2 separate regions of the Neogale vison genome follow, and region 2 is linked to region 1. The links are chromatin contacts, called in public Hi-C maps. All regions are on one chromosome and are shown on one strand. The core of a region is the stretch at or near the end of the contact, and the rest is flanking DNA. Distances in the headings are between cores, read along the strand shown.

Evidence for each region. Hi-C and Micro-C count contacts between places; a contact is called where the count stands out from the background.
Region 2: a contact with region 1 is called in a Hi-C map of muscle, with 5 times the contacts expected there. The contact joins the promoter of MEF2A here to the enhancer-like site in region 1. A contact is called at or near these places in 2 of 3 Hi-C or Micro-C datasets (fibroblasts and muscle).

What each region holds. Positions count from the first base shown.
Region 1 is chr13:134,971,186-134,976,638 of ASM_NN_V1, reverse strand. MEF2A (myocyte-specific enhancer factor 2A) reads left to right here. Exons shown (of 11, transcript XM_044229776.1): 9 at 5,267-5,393. Among named protein-coding and RNA genes, the nearest start is that of LYSMD4, 51 kb to the right of the region's middle. Within about 2 kb of position 2,683, the one cell type or tissue checked has open chromatin away from gene starts, as enhancers often do. A contact at or near this core is called in fibroblasts, where this site is marked.
Region 2 is chr13:135,123,633-135,129,085 of ASM_NN_V1, reverse strand. It overlaps MEF2A (myocyte-specific enhancer factor 2A), which reads left to right and starts at 3,388. Exons shown (of 11, transcript XM_044229776.1): 1 at 3,388-3,510.

The DNA of each region.
Region 1 (5,453 bases), core at 1,434-3,933:
ATTCCTTGGAGAAATGATTGATTATAGAGTGGGGGCAATGAAAATACAGGATGAGTCGGAGGTGCCAGAGGATAAGGAAGTGCAGGTGAAATGCTTACAGGAACCAGCCTCTCCGAAGAGCTCCAGTGGCCCAAACTAGAACAATTTAAGCAACAAAATAAGTAACAATAGTATTGGATTAGTACCCAAGGAATACAAAATACCGTCTGTTATTGATAAAAATGATCAAAGAAACAGCTCTTCCTTAGAGAAGAGTTCTAATTATTACATGTAGAAAGAATAAGAGAAATAGCAAATCATCACTGTCATTACCACAGTACAGAGATCATGGCCAGACAGGGTCAATGGATGCTAAAATGAGTGAGTGAAAGTTTAAGGAAAAACAGGGTGTTTGCATAGCCTCAAAATGTCTCTCCCCAAATAACTGACAAAGGGAACAATAGTAATTTTGCAGTAGGGAGTCCTGGAAGACGCGACTTTCACCAGCAATCGAGTTTAACATCACCAGTAATGGAATGACATACCTGCTGGTATGTGCTAAGAGGGTCACATCACCTCTTTGGTACTCTTCCAAAAATCCATGCTCTCTACCCAAGAAAATTTAAGACCCAAATTACGGGATGTTCCATGACATATCCACCCAGTACTCTGCAGCTTTTAAGGTCATGCAAAATGAGGAAGGATGGAGGGAGCGGTCACAGACCAGAGGAGACTAAGGGTATGTGACCGTAAGGGCATGTGGGATGCAGCATCCAGTCCTGGAGCAGAAAAGGGACATCAGTGAAAGACGGGTGAAGTCCAGGTGAAGTCCCGTAGCCTCGGTTACTGCTGCGTTCCTCTGTCAGTTTGACAGTTGTCTCGTGCTGCTTTGCGAGGCAGACCCGGGTGGGTGGTGCCGGGGTGTGTGCTGTGACCGTGCGCTGTCTTCACGGCCGCTCTCTCCGGGTAAAATTACTGCAGGATACCGAGTTAAAGATGCACACCGGTGTAACAGGTAGCCCCGAAAAGAAAAACATGTGGGCATTCAGGGTAGTCATTTGGCTCACCTTTTAGGAACAGGATGTCGAACACCCGCCCCTGTCTTTCAGAGAGGCTGCAGAAAGTTTCAGTTAAGGCTCAGTCAACTGCAGAAGGTAAGGGCAGACCTGCATGGAGGCCTTCAGCAGCTGGTCAGGACTATCTCTGTCTGGTCTTTCTTTCAGAGATCATGAAGCAGCTCTTAGAAGACTCAGAATTTGCCATATAAACTATTTTACACCCTTGGCCTGGCAGGTGCAAGTGGAAACCACACAGCACTTACCTGCGGGATTTGCACGCGGGTCCTGCAGTTGGAGGCCTGTGAAGATCTGTGTAACTCCGCCGCTGAAGGGCCTCTCGCCCGCATTTGAGACAGCAGTTGTAGGCTGGGCGCTTGTTTTTCAGAGTCGGCAACCAGCCTGCGTGTGTTACCGTTTGTTTGCAGGTTGGCTGGCTTTTGGATCCGGGTCTCCTCCATCCCTGATGCTTCCGTAGATTGACAGAGAAACTTGACTCCTTCAAGTAAAATAAGCAAGCACTAGCTAGCAGATTATTTCTAGCCTGTTAGTATTTTCTAAATGCTTAGGAGAAGAGCAAATATGTGTCCTTCATCTCTTTTCTGGACGTGATTTATCAGTTCAGTTCTCTTCCGGTCTCATTAGCTTCATACAGGTTACTGTTTTTCCGCAGCGAAATTATACACACGAAAGCTGTATTTGCATCTAAATCTGTGTTATCCAAGACTGTTATGAACTACTGTCGGAGTTCTTCTTGTTTCGCAACACTATGCTAGCTGCGGTGGGAAATTAGAAAACAAAATAATTCCTGCCGGCCGAAAAGCACACATCTAGGAGATAAATAGTGGACGTGTGTGACCAGGTGGGCTAGGGATGCGAGGACCAAGTACTCCCAGGGTTTCAAGTATAAACCGGTGTCATGATGAGGAACTCTGTTTAAACACAGTGGCGGTAGCCCGGCGGTATGCGGGTGAGGCCGACGCAGGCGTGGACGGAGCCAGGGAGCGGGGGCAGCTTTAAAGCCTGGCCTGCAAGAATCTGAAGAATCTTTCTTCTGAAATCAGCTACTAGTGGAGATAACGATAAATAATTTATATTTGTATTCACTGCTTATATGTAATCATCTCTTTAGAGTTCCAAGCAATTGCTAGTGTCCAAATAACGTGTTTTTCTAAAGAAATATTTTATTTTTGAGTATCAACAGTCTTAGTAACTCTCGTATCCCTCTCATGTGCCGAGTGCAGTCGGAGGAAGAGGAATTGGAGTTGGTGAGTGTGCGTTTCTGCTTGAAGGGAGTTGCAAAAGATCTGGAAAGTACTAATTCTCTGAAGTGTTTATATCTAACCAGTGTTCCCTTTGTTACACAGTTTTCTTGCTGTTATTAAACACTATCCAAGCACTTTTAATAGCTGAACCAATCTAGTACTACTGAGTCCATCCCATTTTTCTGCTTATAGTTGTATATCTTGACCCATTTTGTTTGTTGGAGGGAACATTGGAACAGAGCCTTTAAAAACAATAGCTGTCAATGATCACAAGACACTTGCTAAAGATTTTTTTTAAGGAAAGATATAAAATACCTTATATAGTTCCCCAAATTATTAACATATTTTTAGAAAATGACTTCACCCTCAAAGTTCCTCAGATTGTAACACATGGTCTTGTGTTATTTCTCTTTCTTTCAAAAAGATTACATCATTTTTGGTGAGGTCACTTTTTTCAGAGTTGGAATTATTTCATACTGCATGAGATGATCTGAACCATAAGGGGGGTTCCCTGTTTGCTAAAAGGAATGTCTGTAATTTAATATACACAAATTTACCTTTTTCTATCAGGACATACTCTGTTGTTAAAAGTTTTTCTAAAATAAATGATTTCTTTTTTCTAAAATAAATGATTTCTATTGGCTACTCTTCTAGAAAATAAATTTGACTAAAAATAACTTTTATTTTATCTCTTCTTTGGGAACTAAAACCCAAAATTCACAGAAATCATATGAATTCAGTCAGTTGCTAATTAGTGACCTTAAGGGAGAAAAACTTGAAAATGTTTAGTTTGTAGCATGGACAAGGGTTCAGATTGCATGAGAGCATGGGGGGAAGGCATCTGTTGGTTTTATTTATATTTTATTATTACATATATATGCATGCTGGTGTGTTTTGCACAGTTTGTGTCTTTTTAGATAAGGTTGTCTGTGTTCTGTTCGTGATCACTCACAGTTTTAGATGTGGTTTTTGTATTCAGTAAACTAAAATATACTAGTGTGCCATCAGTTGTGGTGTTGGATTATATCATGTGCAGATTTAGACTTTCTTCTGGGGAAATACTTTACTTAGTGATATGGTAATAATTAGAAAATGGAAGTTTATAATTAAAGATAAAATGATTGGTCTTCGACTGTTTACCCTTAGGAAGTTAGTTGGCACAAGTGTTTCCTTTCAATTCTGTAGCAGTATGTTGCCCTCTAGTGGTCCCACAAGTCTCTTACTCAGAAAAATCAATGCCTTGGAGATTCGGAGCTTTGATGCATCCGGCCGATATGTTGGCATTCACTGTTACACACACATACACACCACCTCTTCTTGAGGTCATGCCCGGAGATTGCCATGGAGTTGAAGCCCTGGCGTGGATAGAGTTAGGCCAAACTGGGTCCTGCTGTGTTCTTTTGCCTGTGTTCTTTTGTCTGACTCTTTGAGTTTCCAGATTAAGTCCAAAGTATATCTCTACCTCGAAAACTCATTAAAATTAGTAACTTGATGCTGAGATGAACATGTGTTCCCACTTACCATACACTGACTTCCACCCACTTAAAGTTCACTCCCCAGTTACAGAATCTCAAAGATAAATTTCTAAATCTTTGAAAACCACAAGGTGAAGAAAGACTCTCATGGTGAGAGCCGGGCTGCTGAGATGCCTTGAGAAGCCTTGCTGTTCTAAACAACCTCGCTTTGTGGTAGCTCCAGGGGTCTTACCTGTGGATTTGAAGTGACGTAGAAATGTGGACCAGAGGGTTACTCAGGAGAGTCATTTAAGGATACTGTCTTACATCTGGGTGGTACTCCAGTCACCAGAGCACTTCCCACCTCTTGGCTCATTAGAGCTTCCCAGTAGTGCCCAAGGCCGGCAGCACAAAGATCACTGTCTTCCCTACTGTGCAAACAGAGAGGTTCAGAAAAGTGAAATGATTCCCCCCTCCCCAAGCTTAGGAAGTCGGGAATTGGGGAGAAAAACGTAGGTGATGTCTCCATATTAAAAGCCCTGTGCCTTGGCCTTCTTGGGTGCTGAACCCATGGATCACGGAGTCTGTTCTCTTTCTCTGATCCTGCTTTTGGAGCATTCCCGGAAGCCCCTGTCGTGAGAAAGTGCTGTCACCCCCGAAACGTAGAGGAGTAGCCATGTCAGGCTGACTTGATTATTCAGTAGCTGGGTTTTTTCAGTTCACTCCCGGTACAGATGGGATACGGGGTAGGTGGAGTCGGTCAGCGAGCATTTAGTGTTGCCCCGTGCGCCGTCTCGCGAGAAGCGCGCTAGTCACAGGCTCTCCACGCAAAGCCGCTCCCTTCAGACGTGTCGGGAGCCTGTGCAGGGATGTATATTGGAACCTGCTGCCAAGAAATAGGTCACTGGGGGGGGGGTGGTGACAGTGGGGGAGGCTGAGCAGGTATGGGGGTGGGGCACGGGGGGGTGGGGGGCAGCAACTGTAGGAGCGCAGGGCAGGAAAACCGGAAGCAAATGTACTTCGGGAAGCCAGGACCTCACAGCACACGGACATGGGAATGCTGCCGGTGAAGTGGTTTCCATCCCTAAACTTGCTCACACTCTCGGGATACAAAAGCCTTCTGGCTCTCCTGGGCTCGAAACCCTAGATGTTTGATTGGGGGCAGCCTGGCGGTATTTTAGTGCCAGCAAGTCCTCATTTATGGTAACACATCAAAGCATTCTCACCCAGAGTGCAGGTTTCTGTTTTAAGGATATATCCTTGCCACCGATAAACACTATGAAAGACAAGGGAAAATGAATAATTAATGTAAAACTATGTCCCTTGAAATTAAATATTTAGTTCCCATTAGTATTTCTAAGGTTTTTTTTCACATCATCACTGCTTTAAGACATAATGACGTTCACATCATAAAACTGTGAAAAATGTCACTTTTAAATTGAATGTTATTTTTAAAATACTAAGGCTGAATATAAATACTCAAATAATGACCTTTTTTTCTACTCTCTCACAGAATACCCAAAGGATAAGCAGTTCTCAAGCCACTCAGCCTCTAGCTACCCCAGTCGTGTCTGTGACCACCCCGAGCTTGCCTCCGCAGGGACTCGTGTACTCAGCCATGCCGACCGCCTACAACACTGGTAAGCCTGCTCTCTTGCCTTCTGTGGCTCGTACTTCTTTGTTTGGTGATCACCATGTGC
Region 2 (5,453 bases), core at 2,139-4,638, 150 kb before region 1:
GCACTTAATCCAGAGTCCAGGCCTCAGGCACATGATATTAGCCATGGTCTCTCTCTTGAGCCACACTCATTGCATATAGCACTCCTTCTGCCTAAAGTCTGCTCATAAATATTTAAGGAACCTCTACTTTCTTCTCAATTATGGGCCAGGCACCGTGCTAGGTATTTTGGATCAATGAAGAATGAATCACAGTTCTTGTCTTCAAGGAGCTCCAGAGGGGAGGAGACAGACATACATACAGATGCACTTCAACTAGGCACCAGATTACAGCAATGCTCTTAGAGAAAATGATGCCCAAGTGGAGACTTGATGGATATAAGGGGGGTTTTACCAGGCACACAGGAAGATAAAGCCTGGTGTATGCAGAGAAACTTCTTAGGAATGAGGATGATGAGGTGTCTGGCAGGAGGAGATGAGGGCGATGCTGGCCAGGTGGTCAGGGATCCCTGCCTCCAAGAGATCTTGAGTTTTATTCTTCAGATCAAGACAATGAGAGGGCCCCTTTTTCATCCTTCAGAAGGCTTTGTAGTTTCACTATGGGACTGCTTCCTTTAAGGAGCCCTCAGTGATTATTTTTCCTTCTTAGATACTCATCTTCTGTGCTTTTCTGGTGTCCTCGAAAACCTCTCTCTTAGTGATTAGCAGACTGGCTTTTGTTTTAAGGTGTATCCCTCCGGTGGTCTTTCAGCCCCTTCAAAGAAAGGGCTGTTCTTTTTCACTTCCATTTCACAGTGCCTACTACAATACTGAGTCCTTTCAGTACAGACATACCTGGATACCTGAGTACATGAAGGAGGCTGGAAAGAGTTGGGGGACTGAAAGACATTGCTTCTCACAAGTTCCCTCCAAGCCAGTGACATACACAAGTGTTCTGCACATGATCTATGCCAAGGTGAGTGCTGGAAGTTGCTAGAGACACTGAACTTCACGTACATGCTTTTGAGACCTGAATAGGAGCTGCAATGATTTTCTAAAATTGGTTATTTTAATCTCAAAAAACAGTGATTATGTTTTGCTAATGTATTTTACAATAGCTGTGCTCTGGAATTCTATACTTTCTCTTCCTTCCTTCCATTTTCTTTCCCTCCTTTCCTTCCTTCTTACCATTCCCTGAAATTCTTAGACAAGGGCTTTGACATACAGGAGGTGGCAGGGAGAGAGGTGCTCTCTTAGGTGATGCAAACATTTTCCACCCCCCCCTCCATTTCTACTTTGGCTGAAGTCATGACCAGCTTTTCTGTCTGTTTTTCTGGAGTGGTCAATAGCGTTTGAATGGATAGGGGGTGGGTAGTCTCAGCTAGACTTCTGTGCCCCAGGAGGGTCAGATTCTAGAGGGGTGGGAGATGGGTTGGAGCAATGAGAGGGTGAAAATCTCTTTTGGAACAGTCTGTTCTCATTGCCTCTCTTCTCCTTACAGGGTAGAAAGGAGGGGGAATGAGAGAGCTATTGCTTACTGTCCCTTCCAATTCAGACCTTCGGCTTTGAAGGAAAAGTATCAAAGTCTTCTATTTTCCTGGAGCAGTCAAACGCAGCTCCTTATGCAGCTTCTGGCAGGTTAAAAGAATATGCATTCTCACATGACTCGCTGATTTACACCAAATTTTAATGTGTTTTCAAAACTTGCCGTTAGCCCTTGCTGCTGGTTCTCCTGAAAACTGATACTATGGGACTCTGAGCAGAGCTCCAGGTTTATTTTCCAGTATCTGGTGTCTGTGTGCTGCTTTTGCAATGGGTTCTCCCCAGTACCTTGCCCCGTCCTTGAGAGAGGAAGCCTGCGAGCCTGCAGCTTCCTTTGTAACTTCCCAGTTCCTCTGCCCAGCCTCTGCACATCTGCTCACCCACCCCAATCATTTTGTTTCAAAGTGCTGCGGTACTGAATTTCTCATCCTCCGATGAAAATAACCATTTGGCTTTGTGTTCCTTGCACAGGCACCTCTGGGTGCAGATGTAGGCAGTGTGGCTGTAGAAGCTCTTGAGGTTAGCAGGCTTCAGGATGCAAGGAACAACAATGGCTCAACCTCCTGATGACCTTCGTCAACAAAAGCAATAACCCTACAAAACAGAAGGGCAGTCCCAAGTGCATGTCTCCTACCTCAGAAAAGACCACCGTACGTATGTAGAGTGATTGGGAGTTCAAATCCTCAATGCTCTCCTCTTAGACTGTGACCTCAAAGGGTCACTTTAGCGCTCAGCTTCCCTTTCCTCTTCTATAAAATGGGAATAGAAAGTGAATCTACTTCACGGGGGTGTTGTAAGGCATGCAAGAGCTCTCACGTGCAAAGTGTTCGGCCCATAGCTCGGCGCTCGAGGCATACTATAGCTATGCCCGTTAGTAATTCGCTATTATAAATACTGGAGAGTAGGAGGTCGTCTCTCCACCCGGACGTGGGGCGCTCGGCTCGCCCGGCTGAAAGGGGCTGCCCACTCCAGGTCCCTGCAAGTCCTACTGTCTCCGGGCCCGGGTCCGAGCAGCCGCGGAACGCCAGGGACCGCAGTCCCATTGTGCTTGCTCAGTGAGGGTGACCGGGCGGCGGCCCAGACGCGAGCACAGGTGCGGCCCTGACCACAATGAGGGCGTGGGCGCGCGCGTGGCGAGCAGAGGTCTGCGGGGGGCCGGCGTGGCCGGAGGGCGGGGGTTGGGGGAGAAGGAAGCTGGCCGCGGCCCCACGAGCTCGGCAGGAGGTGTCTGGGCCGGTCGAAGGACTGCGCCTGGCACCGGACTCCGGGCGTCTGTCGAACTCGCGCCCGGGAGCCCGGGCCCCGCCCCCGGAGCCCCGCCCCTCAGTGTCCCGGGTTGGCTGGAGCCGGCGGCCACGCGCGGCGATTTGCCGCGCGCCGCGTCACTAAAGCCGCTCCCGGTCCCGGCCCCAGCGGGCTGGTCCGGGAGGTAGCGGCGGGGGAGGCTGGGGCTGCACGGCGCGACGCCGCCGGGCCGCCCCGCCCTGGGAGGCGCCTAGGCCCTCATCAAGTGACCAGTATCCCTTCCAGGAGAACACGGTCCTTCAGAGGGAAGCGAGCTCCAGCCTGTAGCCCCGGCGCCAAACCGCCGTCATCTCCTTCCTGTGCCGGGTGATCCGTCTCCTCACCCACCCGGAAAAACATAGTCCGCCCCTCGCGTCCTTGTGGAGTAGCGCTTTGCTTCCACTGTGACACTCTTTGCCCGCACCTTCGTCTTTCCCATCCCAAGCACTCTAGGACCCACCAAGAGGATAAGTCAGCTGTGAACAGAAACCTCAAGGGAAAAGAGAGAGGGAGCCGAGGGGAAGGGAGGGATAGGCGAGGCTGGCGGAGGGACACTGAGGACCGCGGCCGTAGTGCGCACGCGCGGTGGCAGGAACGAGTTCCGGTCTGGCCGGGGCCTGTCTCCTAAAAATAGCCCCGGTGTGGGGATCCGTGCGCGGATGTCCCGGCGAGTCCCGGGCTGAAGGAGGCGGCTCCGGGCGGCGCGGAGCGCTGGTGGCTGGCCCGGGCTGCAGCGTGTGTGCGCTCGCCAGCTGCGCCGGAGACACGGTGAGGGCCGCGTCGGCGGGGCGCGGTCCGCGAGGCCGGCGGTGCCAGAGGGGGCGGCGTCTCGGCGAGGGGGCCGGGTAGGGGCTGGGGGGCGCTGGGGCGGGGGGCGGCGCGGCCGAGGAGGGGCGCCCGCGGGGCTCCGGGGACGGCAGGGCTGGGCGGTGTCCGGCTGGCAGGGGGCCGGGGTCCCGGGCGCGCGGCGGCAGGGAGGGTGGGGTGCGGGGAGGCGGCTCGGGGTGGTCGCGCGGGGTGGGCGCGGAGGGGCGAGGCGCCCGCGATGGTGGGGGCGGGGTGCCCCGAGGGCGGGCCCGGGGTCTGACCGGTGTCGCGGGCTGGCTGAGCGAGACTCGGCCGCGCGGGCTCCGCGTGAGGAGCCTCCCCGGGCGCGCACCGCGTTTGGGGCTGCGGGGCGGTGGTGGACGACGCCTCCTTGAAAGTTGAGGGAGTTCCCTGGGGGCCCGGAGCCTCTCCGGGGCGGAACGCCCGAAGGCCCTTTCCTCCCTCCTGCTCTCCGCGCCCGGGTCTCCCCAAAGGAATTGACCCCTCGTGCCGGGGCCGCTTTGCGCTGTGGTTGGACTTGAAGAAGTTCCCCCCACTTCTGCTTTGGGAGAAGGTTGGTCGAAGCAGGCGGAACATTTAGGTCCGAACTCTCGGCGCGTGTGTGGAGATGTCAGTGGCCGGGTCGGTGTTTGGGGCGGGCCGGGAGGCGGCCCGGGCTGGGGGCACCTGCGGGTGACCCTCGGGTGCCGGGAGACGTCGCGGGGAAGCGAGGACTGCGGCGGGAGCAGCAGGCTGCCCTGACGTCCCGCTAGATCTCAGCTCTCGGGAAGGTTTTATGTGGTAGAAACTTTGCCTTTTAGTTCGATAATCCTCTGTCTTCGAACAGCGAGGATTAAATTGGTTGGTGAGATAGTGCAAACAAGTTGCGAAGAGGTGAGCATCCCTGAATTAGAAAAACCACCCCCCCTCTCCCGTGAAAGTGTAACTATAAAAATGTGATTCAGACCTGAAGTATGATTTCTGGGGATACGAAGCGAGCCCACTGTTATGGTCCGGTAGGGAAGCCCTGTGAAGGTTAAAGAAGTGCAGTATAGTGTTGACGTGCATTTTAGTTTACAAGATTGGTACTACAATTAGTGTGCGGTTAGGAAGGCCTGCTGTGATGTGCTAACAAAGGTATAAGAATTTTTAAACAAATGTCTAAATTTTTTCAAGGTTTTTTTTTTTTTTTTTTTTTTTTTTTTTTTTTTTTAAAGCACAGCACGTTTTTCCTGTGTCTCGTATCATCTATTACTATGTGAAGAGAAGGTTCTTCAAACTGTAATGAGATGTACGTTACACAAGAGTACTTTCTCTTTAAGAATCCAGCTGTGTTGTTTTGGCAACTGCCAAGTACTCCAGTTGTCACTTTTAAAAAATCTGTTACCTTGGCAGTACTTGAACAGTCTGTGGAAAAGGTAAACAAAATAGCTTAAAATTTTTTTTATATGAAAACACAAAAATGGCCCTTATTTTAATATGAATTTATAAAGTGAGGATAAAATAACTGTGTTGTGCTATTAATGGGTTTTGTATGTACATTTTTGTTTTGGGTTCTTTTTTTTTTCTGGTATATTTTTGGAGGGTTCCGTTTTTCCTGTGAACGGCAACTTTTGTTTTAGGAGAAAAGTTAAAAGTGTTTTCATTAAAGTGGATGCCAGTTTTAGACTTTATAACAAATATAAGGAGCACATGTATCCTACTAAATATTAAGATTAGTTCTATATGATGATGCACTAATTGATTCTGGAATCACTTTTAACTCTCAGTGAACATAAAGTTGTGATACTGTTATAATAAAACTCTGTGAAGAACTAGAGCTAGTGATTTACTTTGCAGACCCCGTCTTTAACAATTCTGTTGGAAGAGTGCTTCCAATAGAAACTTACTTGTTAAAAAACAGT